Linked DNA regions of Mus musculus: region 2 is linked to region 1. Evidence: chromatin contacts called from public Hi-C data. All regions are on one chromosome and are shown on one strand. Each heading gives the region's core, a stretch centred on a gene start, on an enhancer-like site or on the middle of the called end of the contact. The rest is flanking DNA. Distances are from core to core; before and after follow the strand shown.

Evidence for each region. A called contact is a pair of places that touch in the nucleus more often than the background predicts.
Region 2: a Hi-C map of the N1E-115 cell line shows a contact between it and region 1, with 2.8 times the contacts expected there. The contact joins the promoter of Rnf217 here to the enhancer-like site in region 1. A contact is called at or near these places in 4 of 39 promoter capture datasets (the 3T3-L1 cell line, 3T3-L1-derived adipocytes and liver), 1 of 15 datasets of contacts at CTCF or cohesin (the NIH/3T3 cell line), 24 of 484 Hi-C or Micro-C datasets (the 3T3-L1 cell line, the C3H10T1/2 cell line, LSK cells and 15 more), 7 of 115 datasets of contacts at active chromatin or transcription factors (bone marrow-derived dendritic cells, bone marrow-derived macrophages, embryonic fibroblasts and 3 more) and 2 of 9 other capture datasets (adipose tissue and pancreatic islet).

The regions. Positions count from the first base shown.
Region 1 is chr10:31,551,718-31,557,538 of GRCm38.p6, reverse strand. The region is part of intron 1 of Rnf217 (ring finger protein 217); the gene reads left to right. Among named protein-coding and RNA genes, the nearest start is that of Rnf217, 55 kb to the left of the region's middle. Within about 2 kb of position 4,543, at least 30 of the 459 cell types and tissues checked have an H3K27ac peak or open chromatin away from gene starts, as enhancers often do. A contact at or near this core is called in the C3H10T1/2 cell line, the MNK3 cell line, the N1E-115 cell line and 2 more, where this site is marked.
Region 2 is chr10:31,606,306-31,611,572 of GRCm38.p6, reverse strand. Rnf217 (ring finger protein 217) reads left to right here and starts at 1,848. Exons shown (of 6, transcript NM_001146349.1): 1 at 1,848-3,189. The coding sequence starts at 2,389.

The DNA of each region.
Region 1 (5,821 bases), core at 3,294-5,793:
GGGAGGTGACCAGATCTTTCAGCTATTTACAGTCAGAAGCTATTCAACACCAACCACCAAAGCTGAACTTGTCACTATCAAAGACTTGGTTCTGCCAGTGACTCATTCCTGTATGTGGGGCATGCTTTTTCTGAAGAAGCCATGATTGTAATAAAGAGAAGTTAGTTTTTAAGTTGAAAGTGAATGTCATTTCATGCAAAGGTCAACTGCTGTGTACTTCATTACAGTACTTTTGGGGACTCAGTCATGTGTTTGGTTGACCTGAGCCAATGCAAAATTGCTTCCTCCTTCAGAGACTCCAGTTCTCTCCTCTTGTTGATGTCATCCCCTCCCTCTCCCTCTTACTCTCTCTCTTTCTTATTTTCTCTTGTTCTTGCTCTCTCTGTCACACACACATACACAGCCTGTATAGGGATTTGGGACATTCTGTATTATTTTTAAAGATTAGATAACAATTGAATACAATCCCCAGGTTTACTTCTAAGATAATGGGCTAATAAACTTTTGTTAAAAGTGGAGTGTAATGCAGAATTTTGGCATTTGGTGTACATTACCTGAAGAATTGCGGTTTTCTTAGAGGTTCGTTTTTGTATCCCATTGATGTCACGTAGTTTTCTCGGTTGGCCGGAAGCAGCTGTCTGCTGCACTATGGGAATGACTGGATTATGGCAATGCTATATTAATGTTTACTCACCGCATCTTGTTTTCCATTTGCCTTTAAAACTAGGAAGTCTTCCATTAAGTTGGGGGTTAATGGAATTGCCTTTAGCAATGTTTTGTAATTAAGATTCTACCTCTTCCTTAACCATGCAGGCGCTCCATTACTTCTGCTCTGCAGCTTTGTCTCTCCTCTGATAACCTGTCTTAAGGTTCTTTTGTGGAATTATAAATTAGATAAAGTACCACAAAATAGATAACCTGCTTTAAGTGAAAATATTCTTTTTGAGTATTGTTACTATAAGATGAACCTATATTCTCTTCATTGGTACTAGGGTTTGTATAGGCCTTCAAGTTCAAAGGAATGTAACCCTATATTTAAAATAGAGATTGAATCCAAACTTTGTTTGTGTATATTCAAACATCACTGAGTTTTTACTGGGAAGGTGCTGAGTTGTAATTTTTTTTGAGAGAAACTGTTGGAGGATAATAAACTTAATAGAGCTATTTGAGGCTTAGGTGACGTTAAAAGAAATATCAGGAAGAAATATGTTATCCCATACCATAGAATCTCAGAAGGTCTTTTGTTGAGTAATCTCAACTACTGGATCATGACCCCCTTGGAATTGATGAACTTCTTCACAGCGGTTGTCTAAGGCCACCAGAAAACACAGATATCTACATTACAGTTCATAGCAGTAGCAAAATTACAGTTCTGAAATATCAACAAAAATAATTTTATAGTTGGGGGTCACTACAACATAAGCCATATAACATGGTATGTAAGTATTTAGAACAGATGATAAATTATGGTGTAAAAGTCAGAGGATTGGTTGGAAATCTGAATAAAGACAAGGAATGCCCACCCTTTGAAATATGTACTTCTGCCTGCCTTTGAACAAATAGACAATCTTCCTTCCAGGGTAATAGAAATAGGGACAGAGAGAACCAGCTATCTAAGCAAAACAAAACAAAACAAAAAACGGAAAAATTTTAAGGTCTAAGAATGTGTCACCCTGTAACAGTATAAGGTGAAATGTGATCATTGTGCCATTAGATGAAGAGTAAATTCCATCTCTTTAGCCACACCGGGTCAGATGTGGATCCCTAGGGATTGCTGGTTACTCAGACATTGGGCAATAACGGAGGAAAGATGAAGGGACAAAACAAAAATAGGGAGAAGCATAGGAGCATTGTCAATGCTGGTCCTCCATGGGGAAGTCAGGACATGCTCCCTGGTGTGGGGCATGGCCAAATCCTCCACAAGGGGGAGGGAGCACAGGAAGAAATAACCAATTGCTCAAACTCCCTCAGGAGTGGAGCTCGGGCTTGTATCAATTTTATCATCCTCCTTTTACCTTATTTACTTTAAAAAATAATGTGGATGTGTAATTGAAAAGCGAGGATCGATGGTCACATGTATATGACTTAATACCCCACTCAGAATTTTAAGTTTCCTAGTCAGAATTGTGTTGGTCTTTGACTTTGATGAAGATACGTACATCATAGAAAGCCTTAGTCTCATCATTTGCAAACTGGGAATAATTATAATAATTATAATAATAAGTTCCCATGAATATTAGAAAGAGAAAAACGATGTGTACAAAGCCCTTTGATACAGTGTTAGGTGCATATTCATGGTTGAATTTTATTTTAATATTTTGCCATAACTGCATTTGACTTTCAAATCCATTATATTTTTTGTCTAGCCAGAATTCAAATTATATCTGGACCACACATTGACTATAATTTATTATCTTTAAAGTAAGAAGTGACTATGGCTTGGTGTTATAGCTACTCAAAAGCTAGGACTAGAAGGTCCCAAGTTCAAAACCCATTCAAGGATGGCCTGGGTAACTTAATTAGACCATGCCTCAAAATAGCAGAAAGAGTACCAAATGTGTGTGCAGCATTTGCCTAGCATGTATAGAATTCTAGCTTCAATTTCCTGTATTTCAGTGTGTGTATGTGTGCGTGTGAATGTGTATGTGTATGTGTAAGTGTCTATGTATGCAAGAAAGAGATGAACTGATTCTGAATATTTAATGGCTTTCCAGTTAAAGTTCACACCATGAATAAAATGTATACTTGTAAGGCTAATTAGCATTGTTTTGTAGAACTACCCAGCTTAAGTTTGTTTCAGAAGGTTATTGGCTTGTGTAGTCACTATAATCAAGGAATCTTTTGGCTTACATCTAATGACATCACTAAATACCTTATATTCACTTCTAAGATGCATTTTCATGGTTCTGATATGTCCTGCTATGATGACTGTTCTTTTTTCACATGTGTGGCACAGTTAGAGATGTACATAATGCCTGCAAGTTCCTTTCTTAATTAAAAGCCCATTTAGTTAGTGGGGGGGAGGGGTCTGTTTATGCTGTGACATATATCTGGAAATGCAATGCTTTATATGAGTGTGGCTTTTAAATTCAGTACATGATGATTTGCTTGCCAAAAATCTGTCTCTGAATACTTCTTAGTTCCATTGCTGGTCTTCACTGCAGGGCTTGGAAACATGGAATAGCCCTGTGTGCTGCTTCTCTGTCGTTTTGAAACCAGAGGTCTGCCTTGTGCCTGTTAAGTTTTGATAAAGAAATTTGATAAGAAATTAACTCAAGAAGATTAAGTACACATTGGGGCAAGACAGTGAAATAATGCCAAAACTTGTTTATTTATGTCAAAAGAAAGGTGTTTAAAATGGTAAACTGGATAGAGACGGGAAGGCATGGAGTGGAAGGGCTGGTCTATGGCTGCCATCTTGAGGTATAAACCTTTGGAGAGCCTAAGTGAAAGCAGTCTGTGTATTTTTCACATAGTTTTGATTCTTGAATCATATTGTTTTACTTACCAAAAATAAAGTTAAATAAAAAAGAAAATGTTACAAAGCAAACCTATAAATACAATAAGAAATGAACAAAGGCACTTACCTGTTTATCAGGCTGACTGAATAATCATGCTAAAGAATTTACTCAGAAAAGTTACATACACCTTGCTATGACACTTACTCAAAGAAATATACCTCGGGGAAGGGGGTGGGGGGAGAAAGAGAGAGAGAGAGAGAGAGAGAGAGAGAGAGAGAGAGAGAGAGAGAGAGAGAGAGAACACGAACTGTTTGCATTAGTTTTTCTCACTGGAGATAAGACCTACAAGCAGAGTGGGGATATAACCAGAGGCATTAACTTGTAATCAGAGTTTAATAAGGAAGGAGATGATGATAGGTGATGCAGCCTTAAAGTAGTGATGCTTTAGTAGAAACCGGAGCACCGCTAAAGCCCAGATCCTGGGTTTCAAATAGAATTACCCCTCATTCAAGATGCAGTGCTCTGAAGAATCTGCTGATTTAGCTCCATGACAAGGAATTATTCAAGACTAATTCAAACCTGCCAAAAGATGCTGACTCACTGGGTCTCTTCTGGCCAAGCTTAGGCCAGTTGGAAAGACGGTAATGGATTGTTACATGATGATTTAAAGAGGAAATACTGAGGATACATACACACATACCCCCCACCCACATACATGCATACTCTCATAAATGTACACACATGCTCACGTGTTCACACACATACACTCACACACACACACACACACACACACAGCATGCAAAGTGCTCTGGCTCAGAATTACAGCTAATAGAAGTAGAAGGAATAATACAACTAGAAAATACTACATTTTGCAATGCCTATCAGTGTCTGATTCAGGGACAGATCAACAGATGGGAAAGCCACTGTGTAAAACATTCTTGGGGGAACCAAATATGGTTCTGTGTCCAAGCACCAACTTATATATTACATGTTAATCAGAGAAGGAAGAGACTGTGCTGTGATGGAGTGCTCTAGCTAAATGAGTACACTTGCTATCAGCAGCAGTGAGGGCTGAGCTGTATGCCTCCTGGCCCGAGGTTTGGCAAGACACCACATCAGAAAAATGCTCACCTGGTTTTCTCAGGATGAAGTAATCACCACATGGACATTATGAGACATTCTTCAAAATAACCGACCCAAGTTTCTCTCTCACATTTAATGACAGTATTTTCTTAAGATGAAGGGCTGAAGCAGCGGAACCACTAGGACAGTTGAATAGACTCTGTGCTCCTTAATCAATATTGACTTGTTTTTAAAAAGCAACTGTGAAGTGCATGAGAGGGGAAAATGGAGGACATGTGAATATGGCATTTATATAAGGTAAAAATACTTAAGGTGGGCTGTGTCCTCATCACATGGCTACATTGTGATTAAACATTTTACCATGATTAAGCACAATGAAAAATATGTGTGTAAGAGAGAAGCCAAATGTTTCAAAATAGAAAACTAGAAATAAATTAGTGGATAGATTATAGCCTAGGGTATACATTTTTCTTTTTAAAAATGATACATTAATAATGCTTTGTCAGCAAAGGAATTTGGCATATTTGAATTTGCAAACAAGGAAGATACAGAAGGCAGCATTGTACTTCCCTGAATGTGCATTAGCACTGAAATGTTTTGGAAATATTCAGTCACATCACTTTGAGACCTCAAAACAAAATGTTTCCTTAGTTGCCATGTTAGTGTAGATCCTTTGAAAAGTACTTTCCCTTTAAAAAAAAAAAATCACCTGTAAGCATCTGTTTCTTGAGAAATTGAAAAACAGGAAAAAACCAAGCCAGTGCTAAAATTATGTCCATGAAAATCATACATTGCCAGTTTTGCTCATGAGATCAAAGTCTCGGCTTGCTATATGGAAGACCAGCTTTGTGGCCAGAGGTTTTGTGGGTCCTGAGGTTTCTACCTGCTCCCCCTCGTTTATGTGGCTTCTCTAGTGCAACGGGCTGGAGCGAACGTCCTGTGCCCTACAACAGGACTTTAGACAGAGATGTTTATCTCCTGTCTTTGGCCTGGGGACATATGTCTGCCAAGATTTTGATTATTCTGTTTCAATTTATGTCAATAAGTAAATACTACGTCCTGCTTCTTGTATGCAGGACAGGTTCTGGTGTTATGTAGGAAATTAAGATTAAACAAAAACTGCATCTTGTCCCTATGAGAAATCGGTAATCCACACAAAGAAGTCTTGAGACTGTTAAATCAGCTTCTCCGAGATAGAGAAACGGCTGTGGCTTAAGAGGGCACACTCTGGGACATTATGCTGTGAGTGCCTGGTGATCTGAGGTCCCTTGGCTTTC
Region 2 (5,267 bases), core at 599-3,098, 57 kb before region 1:
ATTTTGTTATACACACACACACACACACACACACACACACACACATATATATATATATGTATATATATATGTATATATATATATATATATGCTATATTTCCTGTTTCTTTTTCTTTTTGCCATTGTTGTTTTGTTTGTTTGTTTGTTTTTAAGACAGAGGTTTTCTACATGTAGCTCTGGTTGACTTAGAACTTACTCTACAGACCAAAAGTGGCCTTGAACTCAGAGGTCCACCTGACCTTTGCTTCCCAAGTGCTGGGATTAAAGGTGTGTGCCACCACTACCCAGCTAGTAACTATATTTTCACTCTTTTTTTTTTAAAGAAAGAAAGAAAGGAAGAAAGGAAAGAAAGAAAGAAAGAAAGAAAGAAAGAAAGAAAGAAAGAAAGAAAGAAAGAAATCCCATCAGCACACTTATCAGTGGTGCTCCATGAACCTGGGATAGACTGAGCAAAGACCCACCATTATAGGATTGCGTTATGATTCCTCTGTGCTGTTGGGGACCTGTGAGTCCCAGACCTCATGCTAGAGGTGCCAGGCCCAGGAGTCAGGCACGAGAGGATTTACCTAGAGGAAGATGACATGTTGCTCAGAAATGCTAGCAGCATGTAGCAGGAAGAAGTCCTGGTAAGGAAAGAAAGGGCAATCCTTGAACAGGGAGATGGAGTCTTCTGGAGTCCCAGCAACATCCGTCCACTTACCTGTCTGGGCTTTCCAGCGGGTTGTGTTTCTGAGGTGGATACTGAGGATTGAGTGAGTGAGCTATCTCTCCAGGCTGCCTGAGTACCATTTAATCATCAAAAAATAGTTATTCTTCATTCTTGGGTCAGACTACTGAGTGCCAGGGCATCTGGCGGCAAGTCACCATGCTCTGGTGTACCTGAGCTTCAACCGCACCTGATTGAAACCCATGACCTTTGGGTCTCTGCTTGGTCAATACTGAATTCTTAGTTCCCTTGTAGCCTTTGCATTTGCCTTGGAAAATATTTTAGAACAAATCAATAACAACTTCAAGGTTAAAAAATAATCTACACATTTAACAGATTTTTCCTTTGACATGAATGTGTAAATTGAATTCCCTCCCTATTTTAAAAAAATAAAAATGGTTGGCTTCCCAAAAATGTTTTCATTGGCTTTAGAAAACTAAATCACACCAGTGTTTGGGTGACTAATACTTCCTGTAAAATAAAGATAGATCAACACATAATTAAGTTCTGGCTGAGATATAATTGTTGCCTTGGAAACAGTTTTGGGTATGAATATGGTTATGTTAATAAGTTTCCCTGATTCCTAATGATGATCCAGCTGATTAATCAGGCCAGGCTACCCACTTAAAGGGGTTCAGAAACAAAACAAAAACCAAACAAACAAACAAACAAAACCCCAAGAGCCCACAAAAATAATTCGCGAGAGAACACTGAGCAGAGGAAAAGCAGTAAATGTCAGATTAGTTATTCCTTAGTGCTTGTAAATATTATAGTTGGAGGAGCAGACGACAAGTGCTTTTGGGTTATTTATGGTTTTCGAAGATCCTTCCTATCGCACCAGGTAGAATGCACACCATCGCCTCTACTTCTCGAGCGTGACATCCCAGTGTGTTCTCCGTCCAGAGCCCAGGGTCCAGCAGTTTTTGTCGGAAGTTCTACTTAAAGCAGAGCACTAAGGGGCGCCTGCAAGCGCTTAAGCATTTGGCTGGGGCCGAGTGGGAATTCTTAGGGGTGAGAGCACAGCTCAGCTTAGATCACCCTCACTCCTGTGTGCGTGCGACTGTGTGCGTGGGCGCCCGCGCGCGTATGTGTGTACGTGTGGGGAGGTGTGTGCCAAAGGGGTGGGGTGAGGGGAGGGAGCAGGGCCCTAGGTGCTGCACGAGGAGAGGGAGGTCTCCCGCTTCTCCTCCAGGGACACCAGCCACTGCTTGCGGACTCGGCCACCTCTCGGTGACGCCACAGGCCCGGCGACCCTCGGGATCGCCGGCTGCGCGCCCCGCCGCGGAGGCAGGGATGGCGCGGGGCTGACCGTCTCCTCCCGCCTCCCGGGAACTCTTCCGCCCCACCCGGGACTCGCGGGTCCGCGGCAGCGCCGCGACGTGCATGCGGGCCGGGCCCCCTCAGCCTGAGGCCCTCGGAGTCCTCGAGGCGGTGCCCGGCCGCGCCGGACGAGGAGGAAGACGACGACTACGAGGTGGAGGAGGAGGAGCCGGCTGCCCGCACGCTGCGGCCCGGGAGCCCGGGCTCCCCGGAGGGCGCTTGGGGCGTCCCGGCCCCGGAGGAGGGATCCGGAAGCAGAAGGGCCGCCGCGAGTGGAGCGGAGCCGCTTGCCCGCGCTGCCCGGCGCCGGCTGGGGGTCCGGGCGGCTGGATGGGCGGCGGCGGCGCAGGCCGCGGGCGGCGATGGGCGAGGAGCAGAGCACGGTGAGCGGCAGCGGCGGGGCGCGGGCCTCTGGCGGAGGCTCGGCGGGCCAGCCCGAGTCCCCCAGGCCGCGAGGGGACCGCGTCCGGACAGCCGGGCCGCGCGCTGCAGCCTCCTCTTCACGGCCGAACGGCGGCGGCGGCGGCAGAGACCCGGGCTGCGTGGACGCGAGTGTCCAGGAGCCTGCGAGCAACCGGGCCCCGGCAGGGCAGCCCGCGCGACTGCCACTCAGCGGGCCCCTGGACCCCCAGAGTCTGGAACTGCAGCTGGAGCGCGAGGCGGAGGGAGCGGGGCCACGGGAGGCGCCCCCCGGCCAGCAGCCCCCCGACGGGCTGCTCCTGGACGTGCTGGCCCAGCGACACCCGCCCCCCGCCAAGCCGCAAGTCCTCTGCTCCGTGTACTGCGTGGAGAGCGACTTGCCCGAGGCCCCCTCCGCCGAGTCCCCGTCGCCGTCGGAGTCCCCACCTCAAGCACCGCTGGGGCCGATTCCCGCCAGCCCGCCGCCCTCCTTCCCCAGCTCCCCGCTGTCGCTCCCGGCTGACCCCCTTTCCCCCGACGGCGGCAGCATCGAGCTGGAGTTCTACCTGGCTCCGGAGCCCTTCTCCGTGCCTGGCCTATTAGGGGCTCCACCCTACTCTGGCCTGGGGGGAGTAGGGGACCCCTATGCGCCCCTCATGGTGCTGATGTGCCGGGTGTGCCTGGAAGACAAACCCATCAAGCCCCTGCCCTGCTGCAAGAAGGCGGTGTGCGAGGAGTGCCTCAAAATCTACCTGAGCTCTCAGGTAACTCTCCACTACTCTCTGCCCACCCTCAGCCCTGATCGCCATGGCAAGGCATTAAACTTCCTAGCAAGGACAGAGGTGACCGGTCCCCTTATCCAGGGTCTCCAGCAATTGCTGGCGTTCTAGTTGTTATTGAATGTATTTTACTCACACTGGTTTATTGGCTGGTTAACTCTGCTCTGAGATTCAGGTTTTGGTTGGCAGCTGCTAGAGGAATGAGGTGGATTGCCCTCTGATTATTTTGTCTGTGGATTGCATGCAAGAGCTTGTTCCCAGGAAAGTAGAAAGACTGCCTCACAGGCCTGGCATCCCAGAAACTAACAGACAGTGAGCATAAAATAAATATTTGTGGACCTGGTGAGGAGAAGGTTTGGAATTAGTATGTCAGGGCTGTGATAACCTGCCTTTTAAATTCGTTGCCTTTGTATATAGCCAGCGAAATGTAAAGAAGAAAGAGCAAAAAACTCTTGCCTACCCTTCCACACCGAAGTTAAAATACTTTTTTTCCACTGAAATTTTAAGCCAGCACAATACTTTTATCTCTTCAAGAGAGAAACAGAACAGAAAGAGCAAAACAAAGCAGAGAGACCAAAGGTTTAACCAAACAGGGGAACGCAGAACTTCCTTCCCTCCCTCCACCCTCTTCTGACGGGCTTGTTGGTTTTTTTTTTCTTGGAAAGCTTGAGAAACCCTCCTTCATGGTTTTCAGTCTGTGGTGTTTCTGACAGCATTTTGCACAATCCTTAATGCCCTTTGATCCCATGTCTGATTGTCCTAGGCCTATTCATCTTTCAAAACCTTGTCTGTTCAGGTGCCAGCGTTTCTGTGCCAGACGCTGCTTTACCTCAGCTTCCAGGCCACTGCTCAGATATTTTTAAAATGTGTCTTCTAATCGTCCCTGCACTGAAATTGTTCCCTTCCTGCCTGTTTGTCTCCGTAGACTGGACACTGATTTGTTTGTCTGTATCGGCTGAAGGCATTTGAACCGGGCTCTGAACAGTGTGGTTCCTGTGTATTTTGTGGGTAGCTGCATTGCTGGAGTCTGGTCTGAAAGGGTGGAGTGTGCCCAATTGGAAGTGCAAAGGCAAACTTACATGGAGTGGAACATTACACTAACAAGAGCTCGGCCCAAGCAGCTGAGACTAGCCACATGCCCCTGAGAGACCATGGTGTCTGTTTTGGGATGTATCCACCGGTGGAGATTTAAACAGGAATGTCTGCTGCTTGTTTGGGGTTGTTTCTATGACATTACCCTTGTATGGATAATGCTGTGTGCACAGCCTTATGGTGGGATCCAGACATTCCTAAGATATGGGCCTTGCTCCAGAGAAGTCGTGGTGAGAGCAAATTCCTTCAAATATATACTACAGAGTAGCATCTAATGTGATGTAAACACCAATACCAAGGAGCACTTAGCATTTATTTATTTCGTCATTCATCTATTCATTCATAGGCAGGAGGTTGCTGTGTGGCCCATGGTGGCCTTTTAACTGGCTAAGTACCCCAGATTGGCCTTTAACCTTTGAGGCTACTGCCTCCTCTTCCTGAGTTCTGTGATTAACTTTGTCCTACTATGCCCAACTCCAATCTTTACCTACTAAGTGCTCTTACAAACACCAGCTGGTTTTATGTTCAAGGTCGGTATTTCAGGTGGATTGATACCCTGCCTAGCAGTTTCATTTTATTTACAATAGGCCCTTTCTCTGAAGCAGTTTCTTTTTCTTTTTGTCAGCATAAGTTGGTTTTAGGATGTTGGTGTTTTGAGTTGCAATGAGAGGGGGGAGAGGAACAGGTTGAGTGCTGAGTCCTCAGTCTTCACAGCACACAGCATGCAGCACCTACAACAGACTCCTTTGAAGTGACAGCACTCTCTGAACTGTGTCTGCAATCTATGACATCAGGTGTTCCTGACCTCCCAAAACAACCTGCAGGAATCTCAGCAGCATGAAATAGACACTATTTCAAACAATCACAGCACAAATTAAGCCCAGAATGGCAGGCACGCTTCTACCTTAGGACACTGTACTTGTTCTCTGTGTCTAGATATCTGCCTCCCTGTCCTTTGGCTTGTTCTGTCT